2 separate regions of the Hordeum vulgare genome follow, and region 1 is linked to region 2. The links are chromatin contacts, called in public Hi-C maps. All regions are on one chromosome and are shown on one strand. Each heading gives the region's core, a stretch centred on a gene start, on an enhancer-like site or on the middle of the called end of the contact. The rest is flanking DNA. Distances are from core to core; before and after follow the strand shown.

What was found. A called contact is a pair of places that touch in the nucleus more often than the background predicts.
Region 1: a Hi-C map of seedling shows a contact between it and region 2, with 5 times the contacts expected there. The contact joins the promoter of LOC123434756 here to the promoter of LOC123434730 in region 2. A contact is called at or near these places in 4 of 6 Hi-C or Micro-C datasets (leaf and seedling) and 1 of 1 datasets of contacts at active chromatin or transcription factors (embryo).

What each region holds. Positions count from the first base shown.
Region 1 is chr1H:337,306,139-337,309,490 of MorexV3_pseudomolecules_assembly, reverse strand. It overlaps LOC123434756 (STE20/SPS1-related proline-alanine-rich protein kinase-like), which reads right to left and starts at 1,396. Exons shown (of 22, transcript XM_045115532.1): 1 at 957-1,396. The coding sequence starts at 1,154.
Region 2 is chr1H:336,959,634-336,963,239 of MorexV3_pseudomolecules_assembly, reverse strand. LOC123434730 (cytochrome b5) reads left to right here and starts at 2,119. Exons shown (of 4, transcript XM_045115530.1): 1 at 2,119-2,308; 2 at 2,469-2,581; 3 at 3,448-3,514. The coding sequence starts at 2,134. LOC123434714 (protein HLB1-like) reads right to left here and starts at 2,119. Exons shown (of 14, transcript XM_045115529.1): 1 at 1,559-2,119; 2 at 43-165. The coding sequence starts at 1,857.

The DNA.
Region 1 (3,352 bases), core at 147-2,646, 350 kb before region 2:
GCTTGTTAGCATTCGCATACATGTATGGCGTAAAGGTACATGTAGAGATGTATAATAAGTCCCTAATAAAGACATCCTCCCAAATCCCCCAAATGGATAATGTCATGGTACAAACCGCATAATCTTACGTACCACTAGGAAATGCTGATCCTTGTATCTATCTATGAGTCATGAATTCTAGTAAACGACAACGTTCCCTTCTCCTAAGACCTTCGTCGTCAACGAACACGTGTGCCCACCCAACTGGAAGCACAAACCCAAGCTGCATGACCGCGTCCCTGCTCATGCAGCATGCATGCAAATTCAAGTGCCTCCCCTCTCCAGGCAGGGTTCTGGCAGTGACACTGTGTTTGACATACCCACCGCCATCAGGTTCATACATCGGCAAAAAAAATGCTCAAAGTAAATGATAGAAGAAAAAAAAGGACTAGTAACGCGCAGCGTGCAAAATGTGAGTCTTGCAGCACAACCATGATGTGTGCCGTTCGGTCGATCTGTCTGCCCGCCTGTGAGCGAGACGCAGCCATGATGTAACGGACACTGCGTGCCGTAGTAGGCATTCTAGCAAAAACAACCCACCGTCTCAACCAGCTGCAAGCAAAAAAAGGTCATCCAAAAACACAGCCACTCTAAGAATCGAAAATGCTGCATACACAGGACTCAGCTGATCGTTCTATTTCTAACCTCCTCACAACGACTAGTGGCGCATCATTAAAATGATAATTTATTAACAGCCAGTGTATCATGTGGAAGCAAATCCTGGAGCATGATAGGCTAATACTAGGACGCCAGATAGGCCAAATTCCATCGCGATCTCCAAAGCTACCAAATCAGCAGTAGGATCCACTCCAATCAACCAATGGATCTCTCGCCAGATCAAACAGCAGAAGCAACCCAACGCCGAAGCCACACGGGAGCAGGGAGGGAGGACGGGACGGGACGAGACGGATGCTCACGATGTTGTTGTTGAGCTGGTCGAGATCCAGGCACTTGACGGCAACGGTGTGGTTCCTGGGGAGGAAGAGCGCGCGGTAGACGACGGCGTGCGCGCCGTAGCCCACCTCCTCCATGAGCCGGTAGTCGGCCGGGTTCAGCGTGAACGACGGAGGCGGCGCGGCGGCCGCGCCGCGCTTGACGCTCCCGTTCCTGCCCATGTCGCTACGACCGGCCGCCGGAGGCAGCGCCGACGGCCCTCCGACGCCCTCGGGACCAGCGGAGCTCACCCACCCCACGCCCCGCCGCGCTCGGCCTGGCCTCTGACCGGTGCCTCCCGCGCGAGCTGGGAGGAGGGAGAGGAGAGATGCTAGAGAGAGGGAGGGAGAGAGGAGGGGGGGGGGCTACGCTGGAGAGAGGGGAGGAGAGGAAGAGGAAGAGGAGATAGCGAACGGAAGGACGCTTAACAAACGAGGTCGCGAAAGGGAGCAAAATACTAATGATTTCGGCCGTGACGTGGCGGGGGCGGAGACGTGGGGGCGACCTGCCGGCGAGACCGGTCATTGACATGCGGGGCCAGCGTACGTGGGACCGGTCTGTCAGTGGACGCGGTGGGCAGTGGCAGCGAGGGAGCGGCGTGCGGCCGACTGCCTGGTAGATCTCCGCCTCCCGATGCTGGGCTTCCGATGGGGGGGGGGGATCGTCTGCGGGGAGGGGAAGGAAAGGACTGGTGTGTACGGACGCCGGCAACTATATCCAAGCTCATAAATAAACGAGCGAGATAAGCAAGGAAAACTTAATTCGGATGCGAGTAAACCGGGAATGCTTTGAGCAACTGATAAATGTATAGTCTTAAATAAGCCGGATCATATCTAATACCGCACGTTTCTGTGTGGTCCCAAAAGTTAAAAAAAAAACATGATTTGGTGTCTAAAAGCCCTTGAAATAGTGCTTCATGTAGTCCACCTCAATTCTAGAATCAATTCTTTGATTTTTGATCAATTCTAGAAAAGATCATATCATAACGGCCAGAGAAAATATTGTTTTCGTAATCTATGTGTGTGTGTATTCTGGACCGTATTTTGGTTAGTAAGATTCCTAACTGGCAAAAAAATGTTAAATTTCAATAATTACTTTCCATTGTAATTATTTTGTCGTGGTTGGTGGTTGATTGTTACGTACAAGCGGGCATGCATGTGTTTTTTGATGCGCGTATCACATTGCACATCTAAAGCTGCAAACATGATGAGTTTGTTTAATAAAAACATGCTAATTCGGTTTGTGTTGATCTAGAGGTCGAGTTTGGGAGTAAGCTCTTGATCTTAGGCCACTTTTGAGGAAGAGAAAATGTTTTAAAATCTCCACTTGTTAGAATGTAAAAAATTGAAACATGGTATACCGCAATGACAATAAATAGAAATATTAGACACACCATTCAAAATGGAAATGTGGTGATGAAACTAAATTTTGATGCACCATTTGTGAAACAAAAGGAGGTACAGAATAAATTATAACACACGTGTCATAATTTCAAAACAATACAAATATGTAATGCATGTAAGAAATTCGTTAACTTGTAGCTACCCTATATAATAAATTATTGCATTACAATGGGAAGTGCAAATAAATTAGTTGCATATATATGTACCTATGAAAACTTGAAAATATGCCCTAACATTTACATTGTTGCAAGGTGTATGAAGCCAAAATTGAATGAGCTGGTTCAACTCATTTTTAGTTGAATGGTGATTTGTGCTCATGCTCGTTCCTTTATTTTTTAGTCGTCCGGAGTTGAGCTCGAGTGCTAGTCTCAAGGTTTCTCTTTGCATCCCCAATAACCTCACTAAGAAGTCTCTACCATGCCCCACTTCATTGGAGTTTTAAGTTAACTAAAGGATACCTCGCGCAATGCTGCGAGAATCTGTTGATGAAAAGTTAGGCTTATAACATGAGATTAAGAAATACATATGAATTATTATATTTGATTATGTATAGTTCTAACAATATTTTTTGAAAATAAGTAGAATAATTTAATGAAAAATGTTTTTCCATGCATGGTTTAATGTTGTGGTAGGTCTTTTCTCATGCATGCTTGCATGTTGAGGTGGGCTTTATCATATTCATAATTGTATGATGAGGTGACATGCTTGCATGTTGAGATAAATAAGCTAGTGGGGATGACTTTCTTAGGCTGGTCACAATGGTAAGTATCATATACTACTATCAAGCAAATGATACTAGTGTATGATACCACCTCCATAATGAAGAGTATCATAGTTTGTTACTCCTTCCCTTCCTGTTTCTAGGGATTATTTAAAAAAAATGTTTTCCCATTGTTCACATTTCAAGGTGCATAAAACCGTTGCATGCAAGAATAAAGAGAAAACTCATCAATGTATATAAAAGTTTTTGATCATTT
Region 2 (3,606 bases), core at 870-3,369:
CGCAATTTTGCGTATTCTCAAAGAAAAACTAGGTAAGCAAACCTTTTTCCAGCAAAAGAAAGAATCCTTTGGCGAGAACGACCTTCGTCGTCAACTCCAGTGACACTGTTTATTAATTCCATGGCTACATCATGATGGGATGAAAACTGCTGCATGCTCTCTTGGCTGGAAAGGATTGAAAAAAAAAATTAACAGAACAGTTATCATTAAGAGCATTCTTGCAGAATTCTTGTTGGTAAAGAACAAAAAATCAGTAAACAGTTCATTTGTAACGGTACGATCGATTAAAAGAACAGCTGCAACTTGGCCACGTCATGCAAGACAGCTTGTTCAGTCTGAAATGAAACACTTCTATACCAATACATATGGAAAATGGAATAGACTTGTACTGTTCATTTTTTAGACAGGACAACACAACATCAACACCTAAGATGTTGCAGAATTGCATGCCAATTGCCGCTACCCTGATAAGAACTACGAAATGACACTAGGATAACTGATCAGTAGTAATATGTAGCGAGATGATAAGCTTCCAGTCATCACTGTACACAGGTGAAAATTGACAAACACGATTTAGTTTGTGGGATCCAAGTCAGACAACATCATCCTGCAGTGTTCTTTTCTCATTTGACTAGCTCACACAGAACATGCTCACCTCTCTTACTGCACAAACATATTAGCTGCATTTCCAGACAGACAACAATTTTTGCTATGTTTGCGCAAGCGTTCTTGTTATGAGATGGCAGATGACTATAAACTTTTTTGCTTCGAACACACACCCAAATGTAAGAAAAGGCTGCGTACAGAAGACCCAGAGTGGTTGGATCCTTCCCAGGACCCTGCGCAAGCAGGAGCTACGTGCACCGGGCTGCCCTTACACACCCAAATGTCTGTCATTTCTACTAGAAAAAAAAAGCATGAATACATACGAGCCCGACAACCCAAAGCAAAACTGAAACCAGAAGGGGAGCAGAGCAAGAAAACAAAACTGTATCTTGATTCATCATCATTCCCATCAGTCAGCCAAGGAGTATAAACTATAAGATGCAATAGTACAATCCTAAATAACTAAATAAGAATAGTTAGTCCGTACACTAAAAAAAGAATGGTTACTCAGTCAGTGACGTATTAGCTCAGTGATGCATATGCACCAACAACTCCATCCAAACAGGACGCTAGAGTTCTGCTAGAATGGGGGCCACTAATTTGCTTTGCTGAAGTAACACCACTGATACCCCGATAAATTATTACATCCAAAAGTAAGCAGTGTGGCAACAGGGGGAACCAGCAACTGCATAACTGACCAGCAGTTCAATTCAAGTTGGCAAGTAGACCCAAACCCAAATATAATTGGGGAAAATGTCTTCTATTTCAACTGCTAATCACCAAAACAAAGCAACACCTCGAATGCACAATTCAAATAGGAGTAGATGACATGGGTCCCAACGTGAAGGTGAAGCCATGAACCAATATAATGGATTCAGTTATCGATGCAATACTGAACGGAGTGACGATCGAAATGGCACGGCACAAGGACGCGCGCGGCGTCTGCACGAACCTGGACGAAGGACCCTCGGCATCGGCGGATCCGCCCCCGTCCCCAACGCCTCCGCCCCCGTCCGCCTCGCCGTCCTCCTTGATCTCGCCGAGGAGCTCCCGCGCGGTGAACGGCCGGGACCCGTCGGCGCCCAGCGCCGCGTTGGCCTCCTCCTGCTTGGCCGTCGCCGATCGCGGCGGCTCCTCCTCTTCCTCCCTCGCCTCGTCCTCCTCCACCTCCACCTCCACCGGCGCCTTCTCACCCGCGCCGTCGGGGAATTCCCCGCCGTCCCCGGGCACGGGCCCCGCGGGCTCCTCCATGGCACGAGCCGATCGGCGTCAGGTACACGATCTGGGGGCGGCGCGGCGCAGGCGTCTCACCGGGCACTCACCTCTCGTGTCTGCGTCTCGTCTCGCGCCACACGGTCGCGTACGACTGGGCAAACGGAAACGGTAGCGATCGCGCGAGGCGGGCGGGCGTGACTCCGCAAGCTGACGTGCCGAAACGGCTGAAGCCCGATTTCAGCCCAGGGGAGGAAACGGCCCGGCCCAGGGCCGGCGTGCGAGGGGCAATTTAGGAAACACGGCCGCGACGGGATGGGATGCGGGAGGGGCTCAAATACAGCAGGCTCCGGCGCCACCGCGCACGCGGAACGGGGGCGCTGTCCAAAGCGCGTGATCCATTTCCTCCGTCCTCGCTCGGTGCGCGCGACACTCCGCCGGCCCGTCCCCCTCGCCGGCGACTTCTCGCCCTCCTCGCGGCCGCCCCCAGGTGAGTGAGAGCGACCGGACGGCCAGCCAACCAACAGCGACCCAACCGCTTTTCTCCCCCGACGACGTGTCGTGGATCTAGGCGCACGACAAGGAGGACTCATTTTATTTATTTATTATTTGGTGGTGTGGAATTATCATTCTCTCCCCCCTCCAGGCAGGCAGAGCGTGTTGCGACTTGCGAGCCATGGCCGGCGACAAGAAGGTGTTCGGCTTCGAGGAGGTCGCCAGGCACAACGTCACCAAGGACTGCTGGCTCGTCATCGCCGGCAAGGTGCGCTTCCCTCCTTTGTTTTCCTACTCTAGCATCTAGGGGTACTACTTCTCATGCGAGTTCTGTAACTAGCCTGTCGAGCACTTTGAGCTAGATGCAACTCAGGGTGTCATCCGTCACATAGTTCCGAGTCCTGGAGGATATATAATACTTCTAGATGCTAGGCTTCTTCATGGGGTGGAATTGAGTCTGCTGGGCTCGTAGAATTGAGTATTCTTGTTGAGCTTGCTCAAGTCAAATCACCCTAAGCAGATCTGTTGAGCTGCTGATACTTTGCCCACAACGATGTTCTCTGGCAAGCACATAGTCTTATGAGGACAAATATGAAGTGATTTATTTCAAGTTTGTGTTCCAATTCCAGACCAGTTACAGCCTTCTAGCCTAGGTTCACTCCACATGCTTTTACATGCACCTTCCTCTTCTGCAGATGTGCATATTAAGTTATTAACTAGTCATGGTGGAAGGAAACGAGTTAATTAACATGTACTCCCTCCGTTCCTAAATATAAGTCTTTGAAGAGATTACATTAGGAGACTATATACGGTGCAAAATGAGTGAATCTATACTCTAATGTATCAGGGTGATTGATTCACATGGACGTGGTTGATGTTGGGTAGCCCCACCAAAATGGTGTCCCTGCAGTATGTGTGGCCGACATGTTCGTTGGTAACCATTTCAATTGTGTGGCCTTGAATGTTCCAGTGTGGCATGTACGGTCTAGAGTTTTCTCTGCACCCAGTGGATTAGATTCCGTTGGAGTAAAAAAAATACCCAGCAGGAACTGAGAAATTTACCTGACGAAATTCCCGTTATGTGTGCTGCAAAACATGCCTGACTATATCAGCTCATGTTGTGTAACATTTCAGGTGTATGATGTCACCTCTTTCATGGATGAGCATCCTGGTGGAGATGAGGTGCTGCTGGCAGTAACCGGTGAGCCATTTTCGTAGTATTTCATAACTGTTGATCAGACTTTGGAAAGTCTTGCGCAATTTTGATTTTAATATTCAAGCCTGATCACTACT